4 separate regions of the Danio rerio genome follow, and all the other regions are linked to region 2. Evidence: chromatin contacts called from public Hi-C and HiChIP or PLAC-seq data. All regions are on one chromosome and are shown on one strand. The core of a region is the stretch at or near the end of the contact, and the rest is flanking DNA. Distances in the headings are between cores, read along the strand shown. Region 1 has its middle 18 kb from the start of chst3a. Region 2 holds the start of pax2a (paired box 2a). Region 3 has its middle 110 kb from the start of chst3a. Region 4 holds the start of cuedc2 (CUE domain containing 2).

Region 1 (3,367 bases), core at 860-3,359, 230 kb after region 2:
ATGGGATTCCCTCTAACATGGAAGAAGAAAATGTCATCATATCCGTTACAGACAACATGAATATTGCAGGAGCAGAACAAATAATGGAGAAATGACTAATCATAGCTGAGGTCATTGGAGAAGGTTCTCTGACTGATGGCTCTGCGTTTACTAGGCGCCTCTGGATAGTGTGTCAGTGACGAATCAACCCTCCATTATTCATGTGTGCAAAGTGTTGACCTCACAGAGGGACACCAAACCTTTAGACGTCCTCAGGAACGTTGGAGAAAAGGAGAGAAGTGATGCTCTTGTGGTAAACCAATGTATGTCTCGTTTTTACTTTTAAGTCTGAATTAAGATCGCTGCATTGGTTTTCCAGTTCCATTAGGGTATTGTTACTCTTTTGGTATATATATATATATATATATATATATATATATATATATATATATATATATATATATATATATATATATATATATATATATATATATATATATATATATATATTTTTTTTTTTTTTTTTTTTTTTTTTTTTAGGGATGTAAAAATGTTACAAAAAAGCCATCAAAACCCAATTTGAAAAACTTTTATTTTATTACTTTTTTCTTTGTAGGTGAAAAGTAGAGGCACATAGATGAACTTAAAACTGAATAAAAGCTATTGGATTAAGAATTGGACTGTATAATTCAAAGGCAACTAATAAAATGTTTTAACGATTTAATGTTTGACTGAACTAATTATTTAAAATTTATCTTAATTTATTTTTATTAATTATATTTAATCTATATTTATTAATTGTTAAACTTGACCTTCATTAAAATGATTTGGCTGTTTTTTTAATTAATTAATTATTATTATTATTATTAGTAGTAGTAGGAGTAGTAGTAGTAGTAGTAGTAGTAGTAGTAGTAGTAGTAGTAGTAGTAGTAGTATTGTCTGTATTAGTTTTGAAATTTTTAATCAGGTAATTTTTATTTTGAAGTAAGTACCAGCTAAATCCAAAATTAAACACATTCTAGATCTTTTAGAAAGTGTAAAGATTAGAAAAAAATAGCATTTTCACAACTGATGAAAAAATTATAAAGTGCACCAACTGTTCAATTTGATTTTTGCTCAACACATTTTTTAAAGGCTTGTTTTTTGAGCTTTTTTTTTTTTGTTTTTGAGGTTTGTGTTGTGTTAGTTTTGTTTTTGTTTATTTTACTTTTTAGGCATTTCCATCATTATTTATTTATTTATTTATTTATTTTTAATCTTTCTTTATTTTCTTTTAAACTTGACCTCACATGACCACACAAAAATGTATAAATATTTTTTGTTTTTCTTTTTTAGTTAGATAAAGAATGAGGTAACATATACTGTATATATATTTATTTAGACCAAAAGAAACTGAAAACAAAAGTACCAGCAAAATCCAAAATCAAACACCTTCTAGATGTTTTAAAGATTAGAAAAACAAAAACATTCCATTTTCACAATTGATAAAAAAATTAATAATACACCAACTGTTTAATTTATTTTTCGATCTACGCATTATTTAAAATTATTGTTTTTTGTCTTAGTTTTTTGTTGTTTTTGAGGTTTGTGTTGTGTTGTATTGTTTTGTTTCCTATAATTTATTTAACTTTTCTCTAATTTTTAGGCATTTCCATCAGCTTTATTCTTATTCATATTTTTTTATCTTGATTTTTTTTATTTTAAACTTGATCTCACTTGACCACACAAATTTATAAATATTTTGTATTTATTTATTTTTTTTTAGTTTAGATTAAGAATGAGGTTTAATATCTAAAACACCTAGATGTTTTAGAAGTATGTAAAGATTAGAAAAAAACAAACAAAAAAATATTCAAATTTCACAACTGATGAAAAAGTAAAAAGGAACCAACTTTTTTAGGCATTGCCATCAGTTATATTTTGTTTATTTTCTTTTTCTTTCAAACTTGCGATACAACTCCCCTAGTACCTACAAGTCCTTTTTTCAATGTACGAGCTGCAGCTTTCTGCGGCACAATGGCAGAGGAAAGCTCGTGTAAATGATAGGGGCTTTATATTATCAGAGAGCTGTGTAAAGCTCTTCCTCATTCAGCCAGACGCAGATGTCCACCGTCTCACATTACAGTGGAATCCAAAGGGAAAGGTCCACAGCCAGAACACATAGATGACGGACAGCACGCCACTCCTGAGAGCCACCATAATAGACCTGACATGCCATTTTCCTGACAGGCTGCCAAGCATCTCTTTTACTTCTCCCAGTTTGCTTAATTAAAAGAACACAGCCATAGACACAAGTGTCAGTCCGAGCAGCAGTCATGAAAAGACAGCTCAATAAAGATTACTGTGTAATGAAGACCATATCAATCTCAGGATCTTTACACACATGATAAATCAGGAAGTTTGGTTTCTTCTGATGTTGTTTTCCAGACAGGCTGCTTGTTATATGGGGTTTTGTGAAAAATTAGTCTTTTTAATTCAGCCCTGTGTCGGTATACAAAACAGTAATTGAGGTGAGTTGTGTGTCTGCATTTATTCATAAAACAGTTGTTTAATTACCTTATTAACTTAATACAGTTGGAGTCAGGATTATTAGCCCCTATCTTATTTTTTATTTATTTATTTTTTTAAATTCCCAAATGATGTTTAACAGTGCAAGGAAATTTTCACAGTATGTCAAATAATTTTTTTTTTCTGGAGAAAGTCTTGTTTGTTTTATTTCGGCTAGAATAAAAGTTAATATTTTAAAAACCATTTTAAGGTCAAAATTATTAGCTCTATTTTTTTGATAGTCTACAGAACAAACCATCGTTACACAGTAACCTAATTTACCTAACCTGCCCAGTTAACCTAAGTAACCTAGTTAAGCCTTTTAATGTCACTTTAAGCTGTATACCATGGAAATGTCTTGAAAATATCTAATCATTCTGACTTCAACTGTATACCTTAACTGTATATTTGTGATGTCTTTTATCTCTGGCATTTTTGACATCGACTAATCTAAACACTTCTGATTGGCTGCAAAGTTCATAACAGAATTGCTTATGGAATTAATTAATAAAATAAATTAAAAGGCTTTAAAAAACATCTAAACACAATAGAACAGTTAGCTTTTTTGCCTTTTTTAGGCATACTGGATATTGGTCTTTGGTATTGGTGTGTTTTTTACAAGTACAATTACATGAGCTCAGTATCGGACCCAATACCAGTATCGGTATCAGTGCATCTCTGTATTTCGTAATAGAAAGATTACTTTCTTACTCCCAGGGCTGTTTCTATTGAAGTTGGTATTTAGCTGCAACATGTTAGTGTTTTGTAACATCTAATTTTTACGAGGTGAAATATTAGCCCAACTCTCAACCCCCAATCTGGAGGACCAGGACATACACAC
Region 2 (3,341 bases), core at 319-2,818:
TTCCATAACCTTCTTTTTTAAGCGCGCTCATGATTGTAAACACTGGTAAAACGTCATGTGCTATTCTAGTCATAAGAGCCGCTGCAGTTAGGTACTATTTTCCTCTACTATTCCATTGCAGCCAAACACATGTCGCATAGATTATGTTTCAACCTGTTTAATTTTCCTTGCACAATTATTGTAAATAATTAAAAAGAGCTTTGATAACTCATATTACAACCATGGAGTAGGCTACTACAAAATAATTAAGAATTAATTATTTAAATTAGACCCAGGCCTTCCGTCATCTTGTTACAATGACGTGCTTTTTAACAAATATCGCATAAATAACTGAATTTAAATTATTATTGCTATTATTATTATGCCTATCAGAAATCCTTTTTCTCTTTCGTTTTTAAATTGTATGCAAGTTTATTTTCATGTACATTTTGCGCTTTACATTTTTAAAGCAGTGCTTTTTAATATAGGTTATTTTAAATATTTTTACATTGCATTTGGAGACATCGGGTCTCAAATGTAATGCTTTTTGCCAATTTCAGATTTTTTATTGTATTATTTTTCAGTAGCTAAATCTATTTTTACCCATGTAGGCAGTAGTCATTTATCCAAACATGATAGTTTAAAAATATGACTTATGTTGTTGCTCATGAAATGCGCGCGAATCACTGATGTTTTACATAAAATTGAGAATTGTAAATTAAATTAAACTAATATTACGCTGTATATAATAATTGACTTTCTCAACTACTTTTTTCATAAACGGCTAAATTGCTGTGAAATGTAACCAGCGGACACGTGTATTTTTAAGCTGAGTACTTTCCGTATTTTACCGTACTATGTAAATAAATTATTAAAACAATCATTAATAAATTTCTTGTAAGACCTTTGAAAAAAATAACGCGCACATGTAAGCCTATGGTTTTACAAAGCCAGCTCAACGTAAAAGCTAAACAATATATATATTTTATTTATGCTAAATTACAGATTTGTTAAGAAGAAAAAAAACTGTTATTTTACTTACGGTGCATCGCCGAGAAGGGGTCTGCTTTGCAGTGAATATCCATGGGATAGCAAAGGAAGGAAAGATAATCGACTGAGGTCGCCGTCTCGCCTTGATTATGTAGCTATAATTGAAATTAATAAAGATCGCTATCCGTTCAAAGCCCGGTGCTTCCAATGCCAGTGTACAGAAGAAGTTGTTCAACGCGCGACGAACTTTATCTCGTGCTGATCAGTCCATTCAACGAAGACACGAGGCTGGTCAGGTGCAGATCATGTCCTGCACTGGTCTCTCAAAAATCTTTCACGCAGGAACGTTAGCGTAATCAGTCGTTGAGTAAAAATTTGTTAGCTACATATTTAAGGGACCGCAAGCATTAGTGGTTGCGTCTGCTCCAGTGTCCTCTGGTGAAACTGCAGTGTAAATTCCTCGATGTGGAGAAGCGTTTCTGGTCTGAACAGTCTGAGGGGTACAGTCAGATTCGTGCGGGAATGACAGGAAAAAACATGGACACGGCGAGTGTCTCTCAGTCCCCCTCTCTTCAAGAATGGGATGTGCCTGTTAGAAGCTTTGGGCTGAGACTGAAACCCCTCTTCTCAGTGTGTCTGTTTCTAAAAGCTGCAGTCCACCGCCCCCCTCCTTCCCAGATCCCCCCTCGCATAGAGATGGATGACATGTCAGACAAAGGCAATAGATTCCAACACTTTGTGATTCGCCAACGCAAAAAGCTGGAGCACCAAATGAGGAGGTCTCTTCATCTGACACTTCGGAAGGGGAGGGATGCAAACAGGGAAATGAGGAGAGATGGGTTAAAAAATCGAGGAAATTAAAAGACAAGTGGAAAGGAAGCGGTACCACCAACGGCCAGCCATCGTGGTATTTCTAAACTGTATGTTGTCAAACTACATAAATGAATCATGTTTGAATCATAAACGTAAAAACTAAATGCATTTTGTGTCGTTAATTAGTAGTAGCCTACAACGTTGTCAAATCGAGGCTTGTTAAATGCAAGAAATTATTTAGTCTTCGTATTATTGTTTGTTTTTATTCTGTGTGTTTTTTTTTTCGTTTATAGGTATTGATGTCGGATGTTTTTATGTTGATTTCCCTCCGAATATGGGTTGTAATTAATTATAACGCGTAAAATAGTTATTATTAAACTGTCAGTCTATTGGCCTTCGTCATTTATTTTTCTGAAAAGGTTATATGCTGTTTTAGGAAATACAAAAATGTTAAAATAGCCTACTACAGAGTGTAATTAAACGCGCGTAGAAATAAACATATAAATATATAGTCTAATCTCAATTTTTGCTTAAGATTTGATTGAGCATTTGACAACTATCTGACAATAGAGACTTTATTGCATTACCGCCGCTTTTGATACTATAAAACAGTGCTACGTAGTTTGCTGACCTGTCGGATGTTATTGTGAAAAGATTGCCTTAAACATTCAGTTTAGGCTGCTGTATTTTAGGTATTTCTGTAGATGGCGCTGCTTAGTTTGCTTTATTTGACTGTAGGAGATTCTTGAAGTTAGTTTGATGGATATCCAGCAAAATACTTGATTGTTGATGACGAGATTAACTTAATGTGTGTTCGAAATGTGCAATTTTTGTTTGCTTTTTCTTACTTTTTCATTTTTTACTAAGCACAGATGTAGGTTTTAAGAAAAAAACATTGAGAACTGAGATCGATGGTTGTTGGTTTTGTCAGTTTGTTTATGCTATGCCTAGTTGATTAGTGACTGAACCTATATTCTTCACTTGACGCTTCGCATTTTCGAACTTTAATCTATCTATCTATCTATCTATCTATCTATCTATCTATCTATCTATCTATCTATCTATCTATCTATCTATCTATCTATCTATCTATCTATCTATCTATCTATCTATCATCTAAGGATATAGCCTATTATAAATCACATTATATTCATATATAATAAATTATCATTTATAAATATTATTTATATGTATAATTTCTTTTTTTAAGTATTTCAAGAAAAATAATCTATAAGTTAAATCAGCTTTTAAATCCTGTTAATCATGTTTGCATTTTGTCACTTCTACAAAATTCTAAAAATTAGTTGTAAAAAAATTAATGTAAAATTAAAATCTTAATTTCCCTCCCTGTAAAATATATTTAAACAGTTAACAGTAATATTTAAACAGTTAATGATGAATTGCAATAGCATGCACTGATTTGTAAGTATTATATGCACTGCAATTATTATCATCACTATTTTTATGATTTTGTTTTTAGTAAACTAAAGCCGAAGTTGAATTAAAGCTGAATTTAAGCAGCATCTAAAACAAAAAACCTTTGATTTAAAATAAAAAAA
Region 3 (3,576 bases), core at 364-2,863, 140 kb after region 2:
GGACGGAATGTACTTAAAGTAAACACTGTTTATATATCTTCATTTTTAATCACTAATATTTTATACCTCTTTCAGAAAAGATTCTTTTAATTTGTAATAATTTTTATACTTTCATGAAATGCAATTAATAAATCATTCAAATTTTGCCAAATTTGACTCTAAACTTCAAAATCTGCTTATGAGCAATTCCATGCAAATGTCAACCTTACCATGAAAAAAATTAGGTTTCCACTGAAATAGCGGCACTTTATTGTGTAGGCTTGTGTCTTACAGTTCTGTAAAAATACTCAATGTCTCTGGTAAATCGAATATAATTGTTTAAAAATATTGACAAAGTCACACAAGTGGCAATTTGACATCTATCACATCCATAACGAAGAGGTGTCACATTCATAATGAAAGATTTTTTCTCATGAACGCAAAAATGTTAAATAAAAGAAAATCAGTCATGTTTGTGCTGTAGCAGGCCAACTTATATTCTTTAGATTATCAATGTTTCTTTTGGGTTGTGCAGATTTATTCACAGAATGTCTGCAAAGTACTGTAAATTTGCAAGCTTTTTGGTCACATCTATAATGCATGATTATTTCCCTTTTTAAAAAAAAAAATGTTTTTTTTAATATTAAAATTATTTTATTACTACGTTCTGTTTTTTAAGAGTTTGCATTACTTTTTTTATGGTTTGAGACCCTTAAGTAAAGTCCGTGCAAATAAATAATTACATTAAAAATAAGATAAATGAAGCCATAGATAAATACACAATATGTATTACAGCTGTTCTGCATATTTGTACAATGCATTTTTAAGCATTATTTTTAATAGTTAGTTATATTTTACTTTTAAATAAAAAATACAAGTAAACTTCTAAATTGACCTCAAACCTTTTAACGATATCGTTCGTTACCTGGAATACTAAAAATTAATGCATTTTTTATATTATTTTTAAAACGCCTTTAAGTTAATTTATTACTTTTTATTGTTTTTTAGCCTTAAGTACAAATAATTTATTTATTATACATCTTGCTAAAATAAAAATGTAATTGACAATATTTAATTTCCAATACTTAACAATATTAATGTTAAGCACCTTGGGTCTGAGAGTAACGCAATTTCGATTCTCTATATGTCTTGTACATGTGACTGAATTGACAATAAAGCTGACTTTGACTTTTACTTGATATTAAAAAATCAAATATTGAATTCATTGACCCTCAGTACAGTCAATACAATGTTGTACTAATTTCTATTCATTACATTTTTTACTCTGTAGTACTATTTCTTCATAATCACAATATTAGCACTAACAGTTTCTTTGTATAATTATCACTTCTTGTGTGTATTGCCTCTTCTTGTTGAATTGCTGAATGCCTCCTCAATTGTAAGTTCCTTTGGAGAAAATGACATTTAAAATAAATAAATTCTTAAAAATCCAATTGATTGTAAAACATTTTGGCTTTTTTTTTTCTTACAACTTTCTTTGGCAGTCTCAGACCCAACCCTGTTCTCCTTTAAAACTCTTGCGCTGTTGCCTCAACCGGTCCCATCTGCAGCATGTGACAGGGACATTCTGTGCCCGCTCTTTCTCTTTGGCCACTGAGCTGTGGATTACATGGTTTGTTGTAGGCCGAGGATCAGAAGGAGGAAGCTGAATAATGTTACCCGTCTCTTTGAGGGAGGCCCACGGTCGGACGGCTCCAGAATAGCTTTAACAGGATATCTCAGAGGAAACGATGGCTTTTGTCCAGTGCTTTCCAAAAAAGGTTAAGTCAAAAAGAGTTGGGGGTCGCCTTTTAAACAGTCGCTGGAATACAGCTTAAACCCGTGCCCACAGCGTTGCCTATCTAACCTCGTGACACCATCAAACGGCATGCTGGGACGTTCCAGTCTTGAATACGTCCCAGTGCAACATGCCGCCCGGTCCCTGTGGGCATGGCTGAACATTAATACCGTCCTTGAAGCGGAAATTTTTAATGTAACAGAGGGAACAAAATGCATACGGTTAAAATAGATGAATACATTGTATTAGGCTCTTGGCACATATTGCTGGCTTTCTGGCTGATTTGCTGGGTTTTTCGGCAGAGGGTCATTCCACTGTTTGCATTGCTGGTGCTGATTGTGCCGAGAGGATCCTTGAAGTGGAGGAAAGGATTAGCAAAGATTATCAGTCGCAGTGAATAAGCAGAAGTGGAAAAGTATTTGAACTTATGTTAAGGCGAGACACAGCAGTTTAAAATACAGTTTTTTAATGCACCTGCTAGATTGGGTTTTTCATAAAGGCTTTATTCAGTTTAACAGAAAGAGAACATTCAAAATAGTGTCAAGTGTATTTAATGCACTTTAGCAATTTGTGTTTGTAAATTTCAATTACAGTACATATTTTAAAGGCTGTTTTCTCAAAATGAGCTTTCTCAAAATGCACTGCCACTGAGCTATACATATTCACTTCAGAAGCACTTACAAACACCAAACTTGACACTTTTAAGGTCAAATTTATTAGCCCCTTTAAGCTCTATTTTTTCGATAGTCAACAGAACAAACCATCATTATACAATAACTTGCCTAATTACCCTAACCTGCCTTAACCTAATTAACTTAGTTAAGCCTTTAAATGTCACTTTAAGCTGTATAGAAGTGTCTTGAAAAATATCTAGTTAAATATTATTTACTGTCATCATGGCAACGATAAAATAAATCAGTTATTAAATGAATATTATTCATATTTATATATTCATATTAAATGAAAATTATTAAAACTATTGTTTACAAATGTGTTGAAAAAAATCATTTCTCCATTAAACGTAAAAAATAAATGGGGGCTATATATATATATATATATATATATATATATATATATATATATATATATATATATATATAAATTCAACAAAAATTTTTTATTTAATTTCATCCAATGTTCTAATTTTTGTGTTTTGAAATTTATGCAAAATAGCACATTTAATTAAAAAAATGCATACATTTTGTATTTAAACAACTTGTGATACAAAATAAACTGCATTTCTTAATCTTATCCGGCATGTTTTTTTTTATTTCCTATTCATCTGAAGTGCCTTAATATGACTAATCAAATGCTTTCTCATGATCCCCTTATAGTCCAGCACAAACTCCACTAATGCATTCACAGTCCCTCAAATGATCTTTTATTCCACTGCCACCATAAAGACAATATGTTTTGAGGAATAAAGCCGTGTTGAAACAATTGCATGTTTTGCCTCAGGCTCCGCCACAGACTCCAGGGACTGTTTGCTCAACACAATCCGTCCTCTTTTCCCAGAAGGCCTGTCACTGCTCTGATCATTTAAATAGCCATTTCTCCAACGGGAACTGAAGCCTGTCTGCTAAGATGTAGACAATGTTGGCTGTTTGCTTGCTGAAAAGTAGGAATTATGGATTTGAGGTTAGAATGGATTAAAGGGTCAAATCGACTGAGTAGGGTGTTATTGTTTGGAGATCTTTTTTTGTTCAATAAAATCATTACATTTATTTATCTCTGTTTGTATAGCCTTATAATATTATTATTATATTTGTTGGTTACAAATTTTATTAAATATATATATT
Region 4 (3,560 bases), core at 693-3,192, 160 kb before region 2:
TTTAATAAAATAATGTTCATGCAAATTTTGCCTGATTATAGACATTCTATAAACATTTTTTGCTGTCTGATCAGAGTATTTCAGTTTCTGATTTATGTAGTGACTGTAAAATGATTTTACATTTATACATGTCAATATATAAATGAAAGGAAAACAAGAATTTCAAACATCGCGTTGATCAGTGTTTACTAGAGATGTATGCAAATTAGCAGATTTTTAATAAAATAATGCTTTTTTGCATTTCAACAGAATATTTTAAAAACAATTCTTAAATGTCTACAGAGGGAAGATGGTGATCACCATCACTGAGGTAAAGTTGGTTTTATATTTGCACACTCAGACTCTCTCCTTATATAATTTCAGAAAAGTATTATTTACAAATTGGGCATCACGGTGGCGCAGTGGGTAGCACAATTGCCTCACAGCAAGAAGGTCGCTGGTTCGAGCCTCGACTTAATCAGTTGGCATTTCGGTGTGGAGTTTGCATGTTCTCCCCGTGTTCACGTGGATTTCCTCTGGGTGCTCTGTGTTCCCCAAGAAGTACGAAGACATGCGCTATTGACCTTATTCTTCAATGCGGAAGTGCGCTCGTTTTTGTGATAGTTTTAGAACTTCAGATTCAGTTGCCTATGGGAGAAATGACTAGGAATAATAAACGGCAGAAAACGATCCAACTACTCGCTCTACAAACAAGTGTTTGCATTACGATACATAAAAAGTAGAATAATAAAATAAGAAAGGATCAGTTTGCAACATCAAGTAGCATAACGAGCTGCTTTTAACCTCTAAAAATTAATGGAAGTGAATGAGACTGGAGGTCTCGAGCCAAAAAGATTCAAATGGCTACACCCACTCATATGCAGAGAATAGGTGAATCGGGTAAGCTAAATTGTCCGTAGTGTATGTGTGTGAATGTGAGAGTGTAAATGTGTTTCCCAGTGATAGGTTGCAGCTGGAAGGGCATCTGCTGCGTAAAACATATGCTGGATAAGTTGGCAGTTCATTCCACTGTGGCAACCCCAGATAATTAATAGGACTAAGCCAAAAAGAAATCGAATTAATGAATTATTTGTAAATTATAAACAGAGAAATAATATAAGCAGCCATGAACTATTAATGTACAACATTGTTCATAGTTAACTTTATAGTGTTATTGCTGTTTGGAAGTCATACTTTAATGTGACATAAGATCAAATATTCAAATTGGTGTGGTAAACTATATAGGGATAAAATGAACGAATTTACAAATACATAACCAACTTTACCTCAATATCTTGATATAATTCAAAAGCTTTATTATAATAATAAATATTATTACTGTTTTATTGATGAAAAAGAGGAAATTACCTGTGTCCCTGGCTGAAGTCAACTTCGCTGCCAGATTAAACATCATCTCGCAAACTTTGACACTTCAAGACAAACATTAAATAGTCAAACGCATCAAATTGTAATGGCAAAATATTGTAAATCTCAGTAGTTCTACATTTACAAGTCATTTTCCCAAATTACCTGTCGATATCAGAGAAACCAGGGATGTAGGCCTCCAGCATTTCAACAAACACCTCTACATCAAAGTTTTCCTCGACACTTTCTTGAGACCCCAAATCTTCCAGCACCCCGGTGATGTAAGACAGAATGACATCATCCAGAGTACTGTTTTAAACAAAACAGACGTTATTTTTCCACACACAAAATAACGGAAAAACCTTTCATTAAACGTACGAAGTGACACGCCCTCACCTCAGATCGGCGTGAGGAATATATGACAAAATGAAGTCGTACAGCGCGTCGTGGATTATTTTTTGGAGATCCATCCTGCCTGCATTTGGATAAAAAAACGAGAAGAGTCAACAACAGGGAGTAACAGTTGGTCAGAGATCCACGTGAGAGGTAAGTACATTGTCAAACCAAACTAACACGACAATTATACCGCAACAGCGTGTTGGAAATGCACAATATGCGATTATATAACATATCAACGTGAAGTTGAACAGTAGTCGAATAACGTTAGAGTTAATGACAGTTTCATATCCTGCAAAAACTTGCATCCAACTACTTTCTCATGCAAAGTCCAAACAATCTAAACACGGTTTGTTGTGCGGCATTTAAACAAACTGTATGCAGATTTCGTGTAGTTTTAAAGTGTTATATGTATTGGAAAGACAGTAAGTAACGTTAGTCTAAACACGGTTTGTTTTGCAGGCGATCTCCACAAACTGTGGAAAAGCAGCCGGCTTTTTAATAACGCGTTTAAAGACGCGGTTTTGTAGATAACATTTTAGAAATACAGTAGATATTTGACATCCGTTCTCTAATAGTCAGATAGACACATGTGATACTGGTAGCACGGTTTGTTTATCTGTGCTCAGTGGGGTAGCCGATGGCTAACTTAGCATAGTCATGTAACATGCGCAAAAGGCCTCTCGATGTGCACCTCACCTCTGGATGAAACCGCACTGATGGAAAACAAGAATTTAAAAAATCCTGATGTACAAATCGACAGCCTGTGTTGGCAAGCTGACAATAAATCGTAAAACGTTTAGCTAATTCATTAGCCCTACGCGCGGTCGCTGAGGTTCAAAACCTACGACGTCACGTCCGCTTTAATGTAAACACACCCTCGTGTCACTGTTTTGATTGCATTCAGAGAGTCGACGAAAGCATTTTATCCTACCTATACACTGTCCTGCTGTAGGATACTGCGTATTAGGCGTTATGTCTATAGTCGAGATCCACACTACCTTGGAGAATACCTTGGGAAATAGTTTGTTTCTACCTGCTGATGCATCACATGAATGTTTTTTGCATTATTTTGTGCTTCTTTAGATAATTGGAAAGTAATAGTGTGATGATTGTTATGCTGACTAATTGCAATATATTTTAATAGAACATTTGTTTTATGCCACATATCATCCACAATCAAAGACCAAAGTTGCTTGAGGCATTTTTTTTTATTGTTACCAATAGCAAGTAAAGACTAAATAAAGTTTAATGCACAGTTTTCATGTTATTGGAGTACACCATATTTTAAAAATAAATATTTTTATCTCTTTCTCAGTGAATATGAGTTATAAATATTGCTGCATTTGAATAAAACAGATTTATTAAGCAGATATATTTATTAAACGAATATTTTAGTCACAGAACATCTTTAGAAATGGAAAGATACATTTAAATTAATGCAAAATATTGCAAAAAATAAAACAAATTACAAACTACAACATTTCAACTAAATTGTATATATTTTTTGTTTCTCTTTATTTTTGCTACTTTTAAAATAATTTTTAAATTTGAACTACTAATTTTTGAACCATAATTATTAGTTATTTTGTTAGATTAGCTCCAGATTTGGTTTCAGTACTGACTAAACTTATGTATTTGCACAAATATGATATTGTAAGGCATGCTATAGAAAATTAGTAATTTAAATGAGAGATTTGTGGGGGTGGGAGAAGGGTTCACTCGTATATGCTAAGCGCTGTATGTACATGTGAAATAAACAATACTTCTAGAACTATTTATTTTCACATCTACTTTAGTAATAGTTAGACATTTAACTA

What was found. Hi-C and Micro-C count contacts between places; a contact is called where the count stands out from the background. HiChIP or PLAC-seq counts read pairs in DNA pulled down with a chosen protein or histone mark.
Region 1: a contact with region 2 is called in a Hi-C map of an unstated tissue, with 2.0 times the contacts expected there. The contact joins the enhancer-like site here to the promoter of pax2a in region 2. A contact is called at or near these places in 2 of 18 Hi-C or Micro-C datasets (caudal fin and an unstated tissue).
Region 3: a Hi-C map of embryo shows a contact between it and region 2, with 2.6 times the contacts expected there. The contact joins the enhancer-like site here to the promoter of pax2a in region 2. A contact is called at or near these places in 5 of 18 Hi-C or Micro-C datasets (caudal fin, embryo, gastrula embryo and 1 more) and 1 of 4 datasets of contacts at active chromatin or transcription factors (gastrula embryo).
Region 4: a contact with region 2 is called in an H3K4me3 HiChIP or PLAC-seq map of gastrula embryo, with 4 times the contacts expected there. The contact joins the promoter of cuedc2 here to the promoter of pax2a in region 2. A contact is called at or near these places in 1 of 18 Hi-C or Micro-C datasets (an unstated tissue) and 2 of 4 datasets of contacts at active chromatin or transcription factors (embryo and gastrula embryo).

What each region holds. Positions count from the first base shown.
Region 1 is chr13:32,924,608-32,927,974 of GRCz12tu, reverse strand. It overlaps a transcript of cdhr1a not described here. Among named protein-coding and RNA genes, the nearest start is that of chst3a, 18 kb to the right of the region's middle. Within about 2 kb of position 2,109, at least 4 of the 62 cell types and tissues checked have an H3K27ac peak or open chromatin away from gene starts, as enhancers often do.
Region 2 is chr13:33,158,840-33,162,180 of GRCz12tu, reverse strand. It overlaps pax2a (paired box 2a), which reads right to left and starts at 1,568. Exons shown (of 10, transcript NM_131184.2): 1 at 1,022-1,568. The coding sequence starts at 1,064.
Region 3 is chr13:33,020,833-33,024,408 of GRCz12tu, reverse strand. It overlaps a transcript of cdhr1a not described here. Among named protein-coding and RNA genes, the nearest start is that of chst3a, 110 kb to the right of the region's middle. Within about 2 kb of position 1,613, at least 3 of the 62 cell types and tissues checked have an H3K27ac peak or open chromatin away from gene starts, as enhancers often do.
Region 4 is chr13:33,317,386-33,320,945 of GRCz12tu, reverse strand. cuedc2 (CUE domain containing 2) reads right to left here and starts at 1,942. Exons shown (of 8, transcript NM_001017994.2): 1 at 1,741-1,942; 2 at 1,510-1,653; 3 at 1,348-1,409. The coding sequence starts at 1,814.